Linked DNA regions of Sus scrofa: region 2 is linked to region 1. A link is a contact called in public HiChIP or PLAC-seq data. All regions are on one chromosome and are shown on one strand. Each heading gives the region's core, a stretch centred on a gene start, on an enhancer-like site or on the middle of the called end of the contact. The rest is flanking DNA. Distances are from core to core; before and after follow the strand shown. Region 1 has its middle 430 kb from the start of NUF2. Region 2 has its middle 280 kb from the start of NUF2.

Evidence for each region. HiChIP or PLAC-seq counts read pairs in DNA pulled down with a chosen protein or histone mark.
Region 2: a contact with region 1 is called in an H3K27ac HiChIP or PLAC-seq map of skeletal muscle. The contact joins two enhancer-like sites. A contact is called at or near these places in 1 of 47 Hi-C or Micro-C datasets (heart right ventricle) and 1 of 2 datasets of contacts at active chromatin or transcription factors (skeletal muscle).

The regions. Positions count from the first base shown.
Region 1 is chr4:86,760,354-86,767,132 of Sscrofa11.1, reverse strand. No RefSeq gene overlaps it. Among named protein-coding and RNA genes, the nearest start is that of NUF2, 430 kb to the left of the region's middle. Within about 2 kb of position 4,607, at least 4 of the 83 cell types and tissues checked have an H3K27ac peak or open chromatin away from gene starts, as enhancers often do. A contact at or near this core is called in skeletal muscle, where this site is marked.
Region 2 is chr4:86,910,916-86,917,410 of Sscrofa11.1, reverse strand. No RefSeq gene overlaps it. Among named protein-coding and RNA genes, the nearest start is that of NUF2, 280 kb to the left of the region's middle. Within about 2 kb of position 3,265, at least 3 of the 83 cell types and tissues checked have an H3K27ac peak or open chromatin away from gene starts, as enhancers often do. A contact at or near this core is called in skeletal muscle, where this site is marked.

The DNA.
Region 1 (6,779 bases), core at 3,358-5,857:
TATTTGTCTTTCTCTATCTGACTGCACTCAGTATGATAATCTCTAGGTCCATCTATGTTTCTGCAAATGGCATTATTTCATTCTTTTTTATGGCTGAGTAATATTCCACAGTGTAACCCTCCATCAGTTAATAATAATGTAACAATACTGGCTCATTAATTGTGTCAAATGTACCCTACTAATATAAGCTAGAAGCAACACTTAGCACTATCTTTTCAATTTTTATGCAACTCTAAAACTGTTTTAAAATAAAAAGTCAAAATAGGAGTTCCCATTGTGGCTCAGCAGGTTAAGGACCCAATGTTGTCTCTGTGAGGATGCAAGTTTAATCCCTGGCCTCTCTCAGTCAGTTAGGGATCTGGCTTTGCTGCAAGCCTAGGCATAGATCTCAGATGCAGCTTGGACTGGATTGCTGTGGCTGTGGCGTCAGTCCAGCTGCAGCTCTGATTCAACCCCTGGCCCGGAAACTTCCATAGGCTGCAGGTATAGCCATAAAAAGAAAAAAAAAATGTTAGAACAAAAAAATAACTATTCATCTAATATAATCCTGCTATGAATTGGAGGTAGAAGGGAAATGATGGTAGAAGCATGTCAGATGGCAGAGATATACCCTTAGTACCCCTTACGTGCACAGGTAAGGAGTCAGGCAGCAGCCTTGGCATGAGTGTGTAACCACCTCCTAATCTGGGATGTTTCTATTATAAGCATGGTAGATCCCTACTAGGATCACTATGTTCTTCCCTGAAGCTACATTCCCCAGAATTTTTTTTTTAACCTAAGAATTATCAGGTTGGTTTCCTTCACCCCAGAATCCTGAACTGAAATCTGTTCAAAGTCATTTCCGATTATCCTTGCTTTTTCAGTTTCTCATTGTCTTGATACTCAGCATTACCTATCTTTTTTCTAAACCTCCAAACATTGGCTTAGTTTTTGCTGTTTCATTTCGCCTTCCTAGCTTATGCTGAATACCTACTCCAGCAACTTCTCCAGATTTTTTAACTATTGATAAAAACTAACATTAGGAGTTCCCGTTGTGGCTCAGTGGAAACAAATCTGACTAGCATCCATGAGGATGCAGGTTTGATGCCTGACCTCACTAGTGGGTTAAGGATCCAGCATTGCCGTGAGCTGTGGAGTAAGTCGAAGACGAGACAGATCTGGTGTTACTATGGCTATGGCATAGCCCAGCAGCTGCAGCTCCAATTCAACCCCTAGCTTGGGAACTTCCATGTGCCTCAGGTGTAGCCCTAAAAAGAAAATAAATAAATAAATAAATAAATACATAAATAAAATTACCATTGGATTGTTGGCTTTCTGATGATGATGAGCAGGACAACCTAGTGTCTGCCAATGAATGACTGATGCTAAAGTGTGAAAGAGCCAAAGCTGATGCTGCGTATGTGCTCTTCTTTCTCCTTTTGGGGAAACTTGGTCTCTATTTTCAACACCTCTTCTTTCTCAAGGAGCTTACTACCACCCTGTATCAATACATCCAGAAACCCACAGTGATGACCCATCAGATCTTCCTCCTCCTCTGTTCCCGTCCATTTCACTAACACAAATTTTTTCAATCACAGTCTACTTTTTCTTCCCTGAATTTCCTCTTTGATCAATATGCCATGCATATTACACCTAACTAATATCCAATTCCTCTTCTGGACACACAGGAAGCTAATAGTTTCCTGCCTCCCTTATGCTAGATGTGGTCTTGTGACTTGCTTCAGCCAATGGAATGTAAGTAGACGTGATGCATACCACTTTCTTGTAGGAGCATTTAATCGAAAGTGAGTGACTCTCCTGTCTTCTCTTCTGCCATGGTGATCATGGAACACATGTTGACATGAAGGTGCCATGAGATCAAAGGAGCCTATGGTGCTAAGCCAACATGTTGGGGACAGCTGCCCTGGAGAGCTGCCTGGACATGCTGAGGATTTCATATGAGTGAATAAGTTTTATTGCATTAAAAGAAGGAACTAAGATTGTGGAAATATTTTTAGCACCGCATAACCTAGAATATTTTGACTAATACGGTTGAAAAGTAATCTCAAGAGTATAATACATTGTGAGTAATTGATGATATCTTAATGTATTACCTCTTCCAGAGTATTTCCATTGTGATAGAGGGTCCCAGGGGACAAGATACCTTAACTGAGAAGAATGAACTACAAATGATGGAATAGAAGACTCTCGGGCATATTAGAGTGGATGACATTTTGGAATAAGACAGTATCTTTGCTGTCTAATATCATAATCGTATCTGGTCAGATTATTATACACATATACATTTTAGGATGTACAATTTGTGACAAATGCAGAAACTGGAATCTAGGCTCTTGTTATAAAATTTCCCCTTTAATCCATTCTGAATATCATTGCTGTAATGTTGTAGGTTACTCGTTGTGTCTTCAACGTTCCTTGAGTATTTAATTTTCACCCAAGTTCAAATACCCTCTTTTGTAATTAATAACAGAAACTCTTTTTGGTGATTTCTAGCTAGGACATATATATTTTTTTCTTTTTTGGCCACCCACATAGCATATAGAAGTTCCTGGGCCAGGGATCGAATCTGAGCTAGAGCTGTTACCTATGCCATAGCTATAGCAATGCTGAATCCATAACCCACTGCATTTGAGCCAGGGATCCAACCAGCGCTACAGTGAGACAAACCAGATCATTACCCATGGTGCTACAGCGGGAACTTCCAATGTATGTTATCACTACCCTGCGAAATATTGCCCCAAAGGCAAAGAAAGTGAGTGAGAGAAGCAAGATTCAAACCCAAATTCCCTTTAGAATATATGCTTATTTCACCATGAGCTCCCTCCCTCTCTCTCTCTCTCTCTCTCTCTCTCTCTCGTTAGATGGAATCCACACTTCCTCCAAGACCCAAGTTAAGCTCCACCTCCCCAGTGAAGTATCTTCTCTGACAGTTCTCTATGTAATGGCCCATCTTCCTTTGCAGCCCTTACTGTCATTTGGAGCCATGGTAGCTTTCCTCCAAAGATGGCTTTCCAATGACTCATGCTTCTTAATGCTCAAGCCCTGAATGGACTGTCCCTATGACTTGCACTTTGATTTGTAGTATAGGACAGAAGTGACCTTGCATGACTCCCAAGGGTAAGTTCTGAGAAGCGTTGTAGCTTTTTCCTCAGCCTGAGGGAAGCCTGAGGGAAGCCTAATATCATGTGAGATGTCTAAGACCATCCGAGACTACTGTGCTATGAAAAATGCAAAGTTGCCATATGAAGATGACATGTGGAGAGACACAGATGCCTTGGTAGCCTCTATCAGTGCCAGACATCCCATCAGAGGCACCACACATCAAAATAAAGGAACATTCTGGATGTCCAGCCCAGCTGAACCTACAGATGATTCCAGCTCCAGCTGCCACTAACATCAACAACACGAGAGACCCCAAAGGAGAGCCACCCAGCTGAATCCAGTCAAACCACACAACCATGAGTTATAATTATAAAGTGTTTTTTAAACCATTAAAATTTGGGGAAGTTTATTTTATCCCAACAGGTATTCAGAGTGGGAACTTATCAGGTATTCTCTTCCTTCCCCACTAGCAGCATGTTGTAATATCCTTTGGTTTCTATTCTATACATTTAAAATTTTTTAATAATTTATGTGATTAATTTGTCACCATTACCTTGATTGAAAGTTTTTGAGAGGTTTGTCTTATTTGAGATGAACCCCCAGCTTAGCACCCAGGGCATGTAAAGACTTCAACAACAGTTTATTGATTGATTGAGAAGTTCCTTCAGGTCAGAGGCTGTGTTATGCCAAACATTATATTTCCTGAAAACACAGAACTTTATTGTATTCCTTCAAGGATATTTGCTGGTAAAACTCATGCCCATCAGCCTACTCTAACATACTCTCACAAATGATGGGTCCCTTTTATGATCTGTTTTCCACCAGTCCACTCCTTGATCTGTCCACATGACCTTGGCTTTAGCATCACTGGGTTGTACTCCCTAATCTGTGTTTTTAATCATGATTTTCCTTCTGCTTGAAGTGTTCCCCTACTCACCGCCCCCCATCACATATTCCACTTTGTGAAAACCTATTCAATTCTGCAAAATCTAGCTAAAAGATTGCCTTCTCTTTAAACTTCTCCTGCCTTCTTGAAGTGCAATAATAATCCCTTTTCTTGAGGTCGTGGGACCTCTTTAGTCCTCACCCCCATGACATTCTGCTTACTGCTTCCTGATTCCTGGTCTCCATTGGACAGTGAGCTTTTCAAGGACTGAGGCAGTAGCTTATTTAACTTGAACTCCCCAGCACAGTAAATGGCACAGAGCAGGTGGTCAATAAATGACTGTTGGATGAATGAACACATTTTACAAGGAGAAAACGACCGTGTGAGAGATAAGAAATAAACATGGTGTTGAGTGTTTTGTCACCACAAAATGCTATTAATATACAATTGGCACCCAGCTCCCTGGCTTCTCCTGACTATCTCAAGCCTTTCATCTTTCACCACAAAGCCAACAGCCATTCTTTAATCAATGCGGTTGCCTTTCTCTGAACCCTCTCTAGTTTGTACTTTTTTTTTGTCCTGAGATGCCTGAAGCCTCTTCATATTCAGCCCAAAATAGCACTGACCTTTCAGCTGCTATATCACCTGGCAGCTCATATCTAATTTCCTTTTGCAAAAGCCTCTCTCACTTGCTTTTAGCATTTTGCTTTCCAGGTTTCTCGCTGCTTGCGGTGTGCCGATTGTGTTTTTCCCTCAGAGAATCTGGTTTCCATTTTTTTTTTTTTTTTTTTTTCCTGGTTTGAACTCTCCCTGGTTATTTCTTTCTTTTCCCCCAGGCATTCAGTGGTACACAAAGGAGGAGGATTGGGGAGATGCAGGAGGCTGTGTTGTGGTGATTTCCTAAGACCTGGAAGATAGCACTACCCCAGTTTGTTCTGCACCCCCACCCCCACCCCAACAGATTGCTGTCAATAGCGATCCTCTCATCTTTCCCATGAATTCAGAGGGAATGTTTCATTGATTTGGAATTTTTTTTTTCATCTCTCTCTTTTTTTTGGGGGGGGGGTTTATTTTTTCTTTTCTTTTCTTTCTTTCTTCACTTTAAAAACTTTTTTTTTTTTTTTTTTGAATGACATTCATGCCAGGTCAAATGCTAAGGAATCCAGGTGCTCAGAAAATTCTTCTCAGGAATTCTTAGGTGCCGTCTTTCTTAAGAGCAAGCCTCAGATTCCAGCTGGCATCATTCCCTACAAAATGGCTTCGCGTAGAGAACCAGAAAGACATCTCTATCTCCATACCTCCTGTGAACTGAAAAGGGACTTTCATAACAGGGAACACTTCACGAGCCCCAGGAAGTGACACCGCGTTCAGATGCAAACAAAGAAATTACAAAAGTAAACAACATGCCTACCTAGAAAAGTCGCTAAAATGTACAAATGCAGGATTTCTAGAATATGCCCCAAGTTTTTATGCCTTTATACTCATATCCATACTGTTTCTTCAGCTTAGAATAATCTGGTTTACCTTCTCACTTTATTTCAATAAACTTGTCCTGCAAAGCACCATGCAGCTGCCATTTCCTCCTTGAAAAGTCACCTCATCACCCACAGGTAGGCACTCTCTCCTCCAAGTTCCTGCTGTTTTTTGTTTATACCAGTTTTCTCACTTATAAAACAATTAGGCTTATATTTGAGTTCCTTATAGAGCACTATTTCTCCCTCAAAACTGCAAACTCCTTAGGGATAGGAAAGCTGGCTTATTTTTCCTGTGACTTTAACTAAGAAAAGCATAAAACTTTTGAAATCATGTCCTAGAATTGTTCATAGAATTTTGCTTTCATGGTGAAAACAGGCACACAGAGTTCAATCCAACTATGATTCTCTGAGGGGGGGCATCTTCCTGGACCACTGCAGCTTGGTGGTTAGAAAAATCTTCTCTAGATTCTCTGGAGTGCCTATTGATGTAACAAGTTAAAAGTGTTTGGGTGAGTGTTGGAGGGAGGGTCTGATTAAGAAAAAGAAGGAGTGGTGGTGGGAGAGAGGAGGAGATGGCTTTTTATCAGAATATCTTGTCCCATGGGGCCGAGTTGTGATTCCCACTATTAACAATAATAGAAATAATTATTTTTAACAGTTATCATTTGAGATTTTTTTTTCTCTTTTGTCCTTTTAGGGCCGCACCCGTAGCATATGGAGATTCCCAGGCTAGGGGGGTCTAATCAGAGCTGTAGCTGCCAGCCTACACCAGAGCCACAGCAACGTGGGATCTGAGCCGCGTCTGCGACCTAAACCACAGCTCACAGCAACACCGGATCCTTAACCCACTGAGTGAGGCCAGGGATCGAACCCACAACTTCATGGTTCCTAGTCAGATTTGTTAACCACTGAGCCACAACTGGAACTCCATTTGACAATTTTTAAATGCCAGGCAATTTGCTCAAGGCTTTACATGCAGTATCGAATTTAATTCTCACAGCAACCCTCAGAAATAGTGGTTGTTATTATCCTCTTCTAAGACATAAGGAAACTAAATTCTGACCAGAAAGGTTAAGACATTTACCCAAGGACACACAGCTAGTAAATGGCAATAGTCACATTCAAACCCACACTAGGCTGAAGGCAGTATCCCTGCTATTAAGAGACATTAGTTTGTCTTTCTCTACAAGTGGAAGCTCCTTCATTGTTCTTTCCCCATGATCATTAATGAATATTGGAGGTTTTTGAGCACAAAAGTCACATGATGAAAGGATTATAATTTACACTGCCAAACAGAGTAATAACTCTAATAACTA
Region 2 (6,495 bases), core at 2,016-4,515, 150 kb before region 1:
CTCTGAAATATTGGGTTCTCTTATAAGATATGGTCCAATTGTTGTTGGAACATTCTTACATCTCTTTTTTCTCACCTCAAACATTATTATTTTGTTTTTGTTTGCTAATTCTAATTCTCTCAAATTCAATTCAATGAGTATATTTAAGCACCTATTTGGTACTATGAGCTGTCTTTGCATTCATAATTGTTTTAATAATGACTACGATGTTTTGTTAATTGTAAATATGATTTTATAGTTATGGTAGCAAACCTTGCATATAAAGCTAAAAAGGTTGAGCATGACCCAATAGGCAGTAGAGATAAATTAGAAAGTCTTAAATAACAGAATGCTATTCTTCACACTAATTATAGTGAGAGTTTGTTTTATAAAGGGCTTTAGAACCAGGAAAATATCATTTTGAATTTAGATCTTTACCTTGTGATGCAGTTTTAGTCAAGTTTCTTAATATTTTTATTACTCAATATCCCCATGTATAAAGTTAAGATAATATCATTATCAAAAATAAAGGCTAAATTGAAAGAATGGATTTAAATCACCTAGTTCCTGGATTATATAAGGTTCCAGGAATACACATTGTCTTCCCTTTGCCTTCTGTAGCCAAATCTGAACTTGGAAAAAGGAAGGAGTTTCTCATCTTGGTGGATACATTTATTATCTATTTTATCTGCTTTGTTGATACCTGAACATAGAATGAGAAGACCTTCATACATCTAAGTCCTCTTGGGATGAAAAGGAATTACATGCTAGGGGCGTTCCCTTTAGGTCAGCATCACTGCATTGCTAATGTATTGTTGGTATCGCTGACAGAGCCAAAGCCCCTCCTGGTCCTGTCTCAACCACGCCATCATAGTGCTAGAACCAGGGCAAGATTAGAGTTCTTACCCCAGGGCAGGAGGGTAATTTTGATTACAGAGCTGTAACACTGCCCTGGGCCCCTTGACCACAAGTCTCAAGCACCAGGTCCAAGTTCTGGGTCAATCAGAACATAGTGGCTCTCAGGAGAGAGAAAAATAGATTCCACTAATCAGGACTCTGCCTGCCTCTCTGGGTGCAACTCTGCCCCACCTTCAGTCATAACTTTCCATCTGCAGCCTGTATAGTCCATTTAAAAAAATTATTGGAGTGGAGTTCCTGTCATGGCTCAGCAGAAATGAATCTGACTAGTAACCATGAGGATGCAGGTTCTATCCCTGGCCTTGCTTAGTGGGTTAAGGATCCAGCATTGCAGTGAGCTCTGGTGTATGTCCCAGACACAGCTTGGATCCCACATTGCTATTGTGGCTACAGCTATAATTCAACCCCTAGCCTGGGAACTTCCATATGCTGCAAGTGTGGCCCTAAAAAGACCAAAAAAAAAATTATTGGAATATAGTTGATTTACAACATTGTATTAGTTTCTGGTGTACAGCAAAGTGATTCCATTCTATATATGCATAATCCATTCTTTTTCAGATTCTTTTCCCACATAGATTACTACAGATTACAGAATATTGAGTAGAGTCCCTGTGTTATACAGTAGGCTCTTGTTAGTTACCTATTTTATAAACAGTAGTGTGCATCTTGTACTAGATTTTCAATGTTGGCTTCTTTCTGATTAGACCCATCATGCTATAAGTCCGTGCCTTTTCTTTAAGACATTATGATCTGGAACAACAAATAGAAAACAGTCCTCATCTTGACACTATTAGCTTGGGTAAAATCCAATTATGGAAGTAAAGTTTCAGAGAGAAGGAAGCCATTTAAACTACTAATACAATTAGAGGTACCTTAGAAAGTGCTTAAAACAGTGTTTAATATACATTAGGGCTTAGTAAGTATTAGCTATAATTTACTTTAAACCAGACACTGTGTAAGTGTTTTGTGAATATACTTTCATATCTTCATAGTAGTCTTCTAAGTTCGGCATGGTCAAATCTCACTGGTAAGGAAATGGGCTTGGAGAAATAAAACGAATGTTCAAAATCATAGAGCCAGGAAATTCCAAAACTAAAATTTGAACCATGACTGTCTGGCTTCATAGTGGCACTAATTCACTATGACCAGCTATCCCAATCAAGTTTATAAGACATGCAAATCTGTAAATCACATATAGCATATGTGAATAATGTGAATAACCACGAAATAATGAATTATGAATGCTTATGTCTACTCCTTCTCCTGTCTGTAAGCACTGTTAAGGTTTGGATGTCCCTTGTCTGTTTGGTGGGGTTTCATCTTCTTACAGGTGAACATTCCTGTAGGTGCTTTGAGATAGTGGTGAGCCATACTAATTCTCAGTAGATGAAGCACTTAACCCCCTAATTGTCCTTGAAATATGCCTCAGTTCAGACTTTGGAAAGACTGTAGAAAAGAGAAGGGGCTATAATTTCAGTTGGCTCAGTCAAGGTGTAAAGCTATGGAGTCACCTTTCCCTGAAGTCCAGAGAATTAGCTCTGTCCTGACTAAAGTTTGAATCATAGAGTCCAAGGTATTTCCTTGCATTTCTCCAGTGCCCTCAGTCAACTGTCAGAGTGTATTTCAATTCCCATCTCAGTAATTCCAGCATAGCCTTTGCAGAGATTGTTTGACCCTGAGATAGAGCATTTCCAGAAAGGACAGCAATGAAATTCCTGTGGTCTTGTAAGAGCTGAACATAGATTCTTATTCACAATATCCACACATATCCTAATGAAAATTAAGAGTCATGTGCTGGAGTCTTTCTTTTTAACCCAAATATTGACAGGTTGGTGAGCAGGTGGAGCCACGCAGCGCTTGTCAGGGATGTGTCTGAGTAGTAGGCGGAGGAGGGGTGAAGATATGAGTGAACGATAGCAGCACAGTCGCTCCTTTCCTGTTGTTGTTGAGTGACACTTGGATATATCACTAAACATATAAAAATAGAAGCTCTGTGTCAGCCTTCTTGTACAGGGTGCTGTGCTGCAGCATTTAAATCTGGTTGTCAGTATGCCACTATCGTTATTTATAGAGGAGACCCGTATTAACATTTTGAGAGCGACAGAGGAAAAGGAAGAAAAAGAAAAGTGCATGTTAGAGAGAAGGTGCCCTAAATATTGCGTTGAATTAATTAAACATTTACCTTTATCCCTTTTGAAGTCATAATTCATAATTGTATAGGAATGTATATTTTGGAAGGCACTTTTGCATACATCACCATATTGGAGACTCATAGAGACTCTTTGAGATACAAAGCAGTATTTCTCTCCCTACGGAAGCTCAGGGAGATCCAATGATTCCGGCTGTGTTGCTCAGCTGGTGGATCTTAGTGTTGCATCTTTGAAATGCAGTTATTCCTTCCCCACATCAGGCATATAGGATATTAATGTTCCTATACAAAGGATAAGGAAATTAAGCTATGGAGTGATAAACTGGAAAAACTAAGGCATGGTATAAGTATGGGACGGGGCATGAGGCATTCTTCTAGGTAGTAAGGACATAGCAGTGAACAAAATAGATAAAAATCTTTGCCTTCATGAAGCTAGTGTCCCAGGGTTTGGGTTAGACAACATTTATGACTCCACATCTCCATGACGATAGTGGAGGTCCAGAGCCTTCTCATCTGTTTTATCATTTGGCAACAATAACCTAGTTAAAAACTCAAAATGGTAAAATATGTGGTATGTTAGAACATTCAGTTCACTTATAGAAACTCTTCATTGTCTCTCGGATTTTTGGTATCGTGTAGCTTCTGTAGTGGTATGATGGTGTATTTCATGTACTAGTCAAGCCAACACTCTAGCACAAGACATTTCTATATGTGCTTGATGAAACTGAATGAGATCTACAGGATTGCCGTGGACAAGCACTGAAATAGATCAGTAGACCCTGCTAGCATGCCTAGTATTGAAGCAATAGCTAAAGTAGTCACCCTCAAACTTCTATGTAACTTAGAATCGCCTGGGGAGCTTCAAAAATACTGATTCCTGTGTTCTCCCCAGTGGGTGTAATATAAATGACCGAATGTTTCAGGCGATTCTAATATGGTGACATGTTTAGGAATCACCGACCCTAATGGCTAATGAGATGATGCCCATTTTTTCTCCACCCAGCAGTGTTTCCCAATCAGTTTCTTCCGTACCAACAGAACTTCAGTTTTGTTTAGGCATTAAATAAGCATGTGTACAAAAAGGCGAGGACCCTTCCAGTTCAATGGGGTGAATCTTAATTGTTCCTAATGGTATCATCTCTGGCAAGAATTAGTTTTGGGGGTAGTTATAGAACCCAGATGTAACCAATAGGGTAGGGAAAATATATATAAGCAAAGAGAAATTACAGGAAATGTTTCTTTATTATTAACAAAAGAGACTTCTGAGAGGAAACAGTTCTCTTTTTTCCCACCTCTGGATATAATTATGTGGAAGAGATGTGGTAGCTATCTAGAGATCTTGGGCAGAGCCAGATAGAGAGAAAATCAAGGCAACATACCAACAATGGCAAACGACATATGAAAAGAAACTGGATCTTTTTAAACTACTTTTTTTAATATTTAAAAAAAATTTTTAGTTGATTAACAATGTTGTGTTGATTTCAAGTGTGTAGCAAAGTGATTCAGTTATATATACAAATACATATGTGTGTATGTATATTCTTTTTCAGATTATTTTCCATTACCTATTATGAGATATTGAGTATATTTCCCTGTGCTACACAGTAGGTCCTTGTTAATTATCTACTTTATATATAAGAGTGTGTATATGTTAATTCCAAACTCCTAATTTATCCCTTTCCCCTTTTCCCCTTTGGCAACCATAAGTTTGTTTTCTGTCTGTGGGTCTATTTCTATTTCCTTGCTGATAATCATTGCACCACCAGAAGTTAATGAATTCTAAAATCAACATATCTCCTGACTTTTGCTATTTATCATTTGTTACTTAAATTGGCATTTCTGGAATTTATATCCAAAAAGCATACTAAATGATACACGAATTCAATTTTAGATTGAGTCTCATGCAAAATATAGTATATACTTCCCTAGGACAAAATAATGGCTGACCTCAAATTTTTATATTGTCCCCAAAGAAAGATTTGTGGACATTCAGGGGAAAATTATGATAGTTTTCCTAAATGGCTATAACAAAAGATTATGGATTTATTTCAAAATTTCCTATGTTTTTGTTAATCTGCTTCAGATCAATCATATAAAATTTACTAAAATTCTTCTTGAATGAACCTCTTTATATTTTTCCTGTGCCATTTAAAGTATTAATGGGAAGACTTAATACTTCCCAGAGGCAGGAGAACTACCATAAAAATACTTACCTTTTAGTCAGAGCATCACTGACATAATGACATCATGGTATGGAACTTCTCAAAACAGGTCCAAGGATGTTTTTGGTACCAGGTTGCAGGACGGAGTTATTGAGAGCAAGTGACAAACTCTCCTTTAGTCTGTATCCTGACAACTCTCCTCTAGAAAGAGTAGTCAAAAAGAAAATTATGTGGGGATTAGCTGGGGTATCAATTAATTTTTAGGGGTGATAGTCCATCAAGTCCTTATGATTTCAAATTCAGCTTTTTCTTTAAAGATTCTGTGATGTCAGTTTTCTGTTTCTCCAGGATAGTTTCAAGCTGTTAATAATTATAAATAATGTTTATTGGATAATCACCATGTGCCATCCATCATGCCAAGCTTTTTACATGCATCCTCTCAAACAGTCCTCACCATTGACCTTTGAGGACCATGGATCTTGGGGAGTTTAAGTGCCTCGTGAAAGGGCACACAGTTACTGAGTAGAAGTGCTGGGATGGAAGCCAAGCATGTGCTCTTAGCAATAGCATGGTACTGTCTCATATCGACTGTGGAAAGTTGTGAAGGGAAAACAAACTTGTTGTCTAGCGCTACTATTTACTACCAACATAACCTTGGCCTTCCTCACAAGGTCCCTGTAAAGACTAAATCGTGATTTTTGGAAACTGAAAGCCCTGTCCAAATGCAGCACCATTTTCCAATTTCTTGGACTTTGAGATTTGTACAATGAACATTGATTGATAGAGTCCCTACTATGTGCCAGACCTTTTGCCAGGTTCTGGGAATACAACAATGTATTAGACACGAGAGTTCTTTCCCTGTCACTCCTGGACCCTGGCAATCACAGAGAGTCTACACTTCCCTTTCCAGACAGGCCTGGGGCTGCCCCTGCTCTGGCTGTGTGTCGCTAAGCCATGCGGGTAAAAGGCTGTCGAGAATTGATGCCAATGGCTCCCCAGCTGCCTCATGTTAATGTAATCAGCAAGAAGCCTGCACACCTGATGGTAGTTCAGAATATGAGGTGAATGATTAAAGTTTAAAAGGTCGTATACCATTGTAATACTGAAAAGAAACTTTATGATTCATCATTCCTGATGTAATGTCATCTGTTTAATAAAGCCGTATTTCACTCACAGCTCATTTTTAATGGGTCTATTTAAGAAATGGCATTGGAGTAGGGTTTTTTTCCCCCTTCCATCTAAGAGTGGTTTGTATGGATTATACTTTAAAAAAAAAAAAAAAAAGAA